2 separate regions of the Mus musculus genome follow, and region 1 is linked to region 2. The links are chromatin contacts, called in public Hi-C maps. All regions are on one chromosome and are shown on one strand. The core of a region is the stretch at or near the end of the contact, and the rest is flanking DNA. Distances in the headings are between cores, read along the strand shown. Region 1 holds the start of Sf3a3 (splicing factor 3a, subunit 3). Region 2 holds the start of Elovl1 (elongation of very long chain fatty acids (FEN1/Elo2, SUR4/Elo3, yeast)-like 1).

Region 1 (2,914 bases), core at 63-2,562, 6.3 Mb before region 2:
GAGCACCACTGTGTTGGTAGATTTCAGGGCAGAGCTAGGTGCACAGTATATTGAGTAGGAGACATTCTTGTGAAGCAGCCCTAGTGCTTCACCGTGTTCTCTTACTGCAGAGGGATGCCAAGAGGATGTCACTTAACATGCAGTGAAGTGGCACGTTCTTTCTTGGAGTGACATCTACATGGCATAGCTCCATTTCCTTTGCATCTTTCCCTTTTGTTAACGGCCAGGTCTAAGGACACTAAGTTGGGAGGCCTTACCTCATTTGGGTGCTTCCGATGGAATTCCTTTATCTGCTTGAGTCTGTTATAGAATTCAGCGAACTCGTTGGGTCCTGAGATAGCATTGAGCTCCTCCTTCCGCAGTCTGCAAGATATCAACAAACCCGAAGAGCATAAAGCACACAGCCCATGGTCTCACCAGGGCTCCTCAAAAGCACTAATTGTTAGAAGGGATGTGACCGTCACTTACCCGTCCTTATCATCATACAAATCCCTCAGGTTCCCACTGACCTCCATGTACCTCTGAAACAGAAGCGCAAAGCCATCAGAATGAAGCAAATTTGTACCACAGGGCTAAGTAAACAAGAAAGGATGTCTTGGCAAAACCCAAGGAAAACTCATGAGATACATGGTCTTCAAAGTTCCACCACTTTTAAGAGACAGCTTGATCCCGAGGTGGTTGCATACACTTTTAATCCCAGCACTTGGGAGGCAGAGATAGGACATCTGATTAGGTACCCTAGAGGGGCTTGTCTAAGAACTCAGGGGTAGAAATCACGCAGGGCCACTCAACCTTCCCAGCCTGCACTTTTCCCGCCCAGCCCGACCCCAGGGGAAGCGGACGGCGGCGCACTCACATCTTGCATGGCCCGAGTGCGGTGATCGGAATTGATCTGGTCCCGAAGCTGCAGAAAGGCAAACGGTAACACATACGTTGTTACTTTGAGTTTAGCAGTTGGAAAGAGCACCCGAGGGGTGATGCGCTTATTGGTTTAGGTCCCAGGGGCTGAAGCAGGAAGATTGAGGGGCCCTCGGAGGACGTTAACGAGGCCAGAGTGCCGAGCCAGCTTAGGAGGAGGGTGAGGATGGGGCGCAGAGAAGCTCCGAGGCCAAATACAGCGCGAGGGCTCGGCAAAGGACCCAGGCCCGCCTCCTGATGCGGCCCGGACCACGGCTCACTCACCGTGGACTTCTTCGTAAGCATCTCTTTGGCCATAACATCCATAAGCCGTTCCTTCTCCTCATGATAGCGCCGTTGCTGCTCTAAAATTGTCTCCATTTTCCCTTGGCCACGGCGTTTCAAGGCGGACCACTAACACTGCCGGAAACACCGCCTGCCGCCTTTCAGCCAGCGTCTCAGCGCGCAGCATCCGGCTGCACCAAAGTTCCGCGTGTCCCGGAAGTGTCTTGGGGGACTCAAGAAAAAAGGAACACCACGAAGAGAGCAAGCGGGTGCTATCCGCGACCGTGGCTACGCTTCCCCCTGCTGGCTGGGGGTCTGAAGGAGCGCTGCCTCCGCGTTGAAAGCTGGCTGTCTCTAAGAAGCCTGCAAGAATCCTGTAGGCTGAGGTTGAGAGACAGCTGGCTTGCCCGGGGCTTGCTGCAGAAAGCTGGGCCGGCAGGGACACACTAGCAGGAACGGATAAGTTGAAGGATACAGAACGGAAAGGGGAACTGGAAGCAGCAGTAGTTTTCAGTGTGTGACCTCTGGTGATGTTTTCCCCTTGTCTGGACTTTAGTGTGTTTGTCAGTAAAGTGGAGATGGTGGTGGGTTTGTTCTTAATAAAACTCATACATATTTGAACACAACCTTTGTTTATTGGCAGAGGAGTCTTTAAGAAAAACGTGGTACACTCAAGCAATGATATGCTTGCTGTTCAGCACAGGTTAACTTCTGATTCTCTGTAATTCTTTTTTTTTTAAAAGATTTATTTATTTATTATATGTAAAGTACACTGTAGCTGTCTTCAGACACACCAGAAGAGGGCATCGGATCTCATTACGGGTGGTTGTGAGCCACCATGTGGTTGCTGGGATTTGAACTTCCGACCTTCAGAAGAGCAGTCGGGTGCTCTTACCCACTGAGCCATCTCACCAGCCCCAATTCCATGTAATTCTTTATTTTTCTGCTTTTCGCCTACCACTTGCTGGAATTACAGGTATGAGCCACCACACCTAGCCACTGTATGGCTTAGAAAATGAAATCTAGACTGCCTTTCCTTAAAAGAGGAGGAAGAGGAAGAAGCAGAGGCAGAAGAGGCAGAAGGTGGAGGCAAACAGATCTTTGTGAGTTCTAGGCCAGTTTGGTCTACATAGTGAGTTCCAGGACAGCCAGGGCTGCATAGAGATCCAGTCTCATGAAACCAAACCAAACGAAACATAAACAAACAAACAAACAAACAAACAGAGTAGGGGCAGAGAGTGAATCAGTATAGAGAGCTGGGATTACAAGTGTGTGACAGTGCATGCACCAGGAAAGAGGCATCGGCGCAATGCAAAGTGGCTCACACCCGTGATCCTAGCGCTTAGGAGATGGAGGCAAGAGGAGAACAAGTTCAAGTTCAGCCTGAGCTATGTGATAAGACTCTATCTCAAAACAACAAACAAACAAAACACATACAAACATACACATACACACATACATATATACATACACATACAATACATACACACACATTCACACACACATACACACACATACATATATACACACACATGCACACATACATATACACATATATACACACACACATATATATATACACACACATACACACACATACATATATACACACACATATTCACACACACATTCACACACACATATACACACATACACACACATACATATATACACACACACATATATACACACACATTCACACAAACATACATACACATACACTTACACACAC
Region 2 (2,984 bases), core at 62-2,561:
TGGGCATCACCCTTCCCTACCAGGGAGGGGTGAGGACACCAGTGGTATGTGAGGAGGTGGGAGAGTGGGGGAGGTCTCAGGAATCTTTCCCTCTTCTGGGAGGGAGCCTCATGGGCTAGGTCCCCTCCTCCTCAAAGTTGGAAGGAATGCCAAGGGAAAGTTTATAGGGATACAAAAATTTAGCCTAGACCCAGGAGAGCCTAGGACTTTGTCCCAGAGGACTCCGGCAATTGCCCAACAAGCGGAGTGCTCCAGCTGCTCTCCATCAATCTCCAGCCTTGGGGCTTGAGTTCTACCATCCACATCCACGCTCTCACACAGTAATATGTACCTTCATCACACCGCTCTCAACCACCCCCAGAGACATGCATACCGCGCCAGGAGCTAGCCAGCATACATCCACACACAGTCCAGGCATATCTTGTTGACCACATCACCCAAACAGGCCTCCCTACTGGACTCGGACATGCCAGGCTCCTAAACTTCACACCTGTCAGGGATTGCATTAACCGCGGGACATACAGCTGACCAGGCATGGGTACATCTTCACCCACACCTCCCTTCTGCACACACAGCTCTCTGGTGAGTGACACTCATTTCTTCCTACAGTTAGACTTTGGTTGGTGGCTTATGTTGGAGTGGGGCCTAGCACTTAGGCATGTGCTCTGACACACGTGAGCTTGCCAGTTCCTTATCTCCTCCCTCAACCACCTCCTCCAATTCACTCGCCCTTCACCACCACTTAACACCGGGAGATACACAGTGACCCAGAGGGCAAGAGGGAGTCCAGACTTCTGAGGATCTCTCCCTAAGTTTGAGGGAAACCCGGGTGCGCACCACCCCCCTCCCGCAGTGAAACAGAGCCAGTTCCCTTAAGATGGATGGAAAAGAAAAAGGGCACCGGCATGGGGCAGGAAGGGAAAAGAGAGGAGTGGGCAAAGGGTGGAAGGCCAGGAGGTGCTGAAAAAGAACTAGGTGTGAGCAAATGGGGGTCAGGGGCCAAGGTGCCGGGGAGGGATCCTGTGGGCAGGCCCAGCCCCAGTGCCTGGGACCTCCCACCCACTCGCCCCAGGAACAGCCTCGCCCACAGCCTGGGCAGGGCAGGGCAAGGCAGGCAGGGCAGGGCTAGCCTGGCCAGCCAGGCAGGGGGCGCTGGCACGTGGGGAGCCATGGAAGGTACACACTCACCAGTGGAAACCAGGCGGGCAGCAGTGAAGGGTTCAAAGGGATCAGGGCCGGAGAGAAGTCCCCAGGGCCGCCTGCCGGCCACTTCCTCATCTGCTGGGCCGACTTTCTGTCACCAGAGGGGGAGGGGGCGGGCCGGGCGGGGGGCGCCTGCTGATTGGGCGGCTGGCCGAGGCAGGAGGGGCCGTCCAGCGCCTGCCTGGCCGCCAGGGCGGGAGCAGGGGCGGGTCGCCAGATCCCGGGGCAGGAAGCACACCCAGCCCCAGCTCTCCACCCCTTCCTTCGCATCTCTCAGCCTGTCCCGCCGATGACTATGGCTTGGCCCGCACCCAGCTTCTTCTTGAGGTTCAGCCTGCATGGCCCCATTCGTGGTCCTCTGTCCAGTCCAGCATGAGGACCCACTCATCTCCTGTCTGCTTTGTGACAGTCGCGGCTTATGATTACGGGAAATTTCCAGGGTTCAACCGTTCCCTCAAGGCTTTTCCTGGAAGAGGAGGGCCAGCTGTGCCTACTAAGGGCTGATTGGGGTGGCGGGAGGCTTTAGCGGGAGGCAGCAGTCGGCCACCACCATGCTTCTCAGAGCCTATAAACTTGGATGAGTCCTAGCTTTAGGAGGCACAGAGAGGATTTCCTGGAACGGAGATGGGAGAATACAAGTGGCCCCAGGCAAGAACTGTGAATCACTGTCTAAACTGGCCTTCAAGGTAGTGAAAGGGGGTGGGGGTGGGGGTAGCAAGTGAAATTGGCTGTGGTTCAATGTAGTAGATCTTGGAGGCCAAATGAGGCTGCCTGACTTATTCTAGAAGCAGAAGAAAACAAGAATTTTGAGGCAGCTCATCTCATCTGTCAGACATTTACTGGCCATCTACAGTGAGCGAAACCACATTAAGCTCTGCTCCCCACACTAACATAACTTATAACCCAGGTACAAGGTACTAGAGAGACCAGGTGAGAGGAAAACAGCTGGTCTGAAGAGGTAACAGATGGGGTTGGGAAAGCCAGACAACGTTGCAGGGGTAGGGGTGGGGGAGGAGTTAGATGTCAATTCAGTACCACCACCCACCCACCCCAGCACCAGATAGTCCAACTATTGCATGGCATGAAATCTGTCTTTCCTATAAAGACTCAATTACAGCTTGGACAACTGGATGATGTAAGTAGGCAGAGAGTTGAGGAATTTAGAAGAGGCAGTGGCTAGGAAGGATAATAGGTTCATAATTGGTGGATTTGGTTACCTAGGCATTGATAAGAGATGAAGGCCAGAGTATAGTTTTCAGCATTCTTTAGATTACCTGTTTACCTGTTAGCACCTACTCTTGACCAAAAAAAAAAAAAAAAAAAAAAAAAAAACAACCAGCAGAGAATTTACTTCCAAACCCAGCTTCTGTATCATTGTATACTAGACCCCCATGTCCCTGAAATGTCATTCTCAAGCCATAGCCTGAACTCCAGCCATCAAATGTCAGCAGCTTTCTCTCCAGTGAACATCTGTGGTGGATCCAAAAGCTCCCAGTGGAGCGTTCGGGATGGTGTTTTGCATGTGTGATTAAGACTTGTTAGATGAATGTGCACAAATTTACATACAAACATATCCATCTATGGGGCTGCCTCTGACTCTCAAGCCTTCATCATCGTGAGATGCAGTCAGATCTCCACTCTGTAAACCACTCCTGCTTCTGACTAATGTATTTTCTGCACCTTTCCCAACTCCACGATCCTTTCAGCAGGAAAAGTTCATATTTTAGTCATATCTCTTAACTCCAATTGGACCTATTATCTGTCATGCAGTTAACCGTACA

The links. A called contact is a pair of places that touch in the nucleus more often than the background predicts.
Region 1: a Hi-C map of B cells shows a contact between it and region 2, with 5 read pairs. The contact joins the promoter of Sf3a3 here to the promoter of Elovl1 in region 2. A contact is called at or near these places in 1 of 39 promoter capture datasets (cranial neural crest) and 1 of 484 Hi-C or Micro-C datasets (B cells).

What each region holds. Positions count from the first base shown.
Region 1 is chr4:124,713,259-124,716,172 of GRCm38.p6, reverse strand. It overlaps Sf3a3 (splicing factor 3a, subunit 3), which reads right to left and starts at 1,312. Exons shown (of 17, transcript NM_029157.3): 1 at 1,183-1,312; 2 at 857-904; 3 at 469-521; 4 at 258-363. The coding sequence starts at 1,278.
Region 2 is chr4:118,426,420-118,429,403 of GRCm38.p6, reverse strand. It overlaps Elovl1 (elongation of very long chain fatty acids (FEN1/Elo2, SUR4/Elo3, yeast)-like 1), which reads right to left and starts at 1,311. Exons shown (of 8, transcript NM_019422.3): 1 at 1,189-1,311.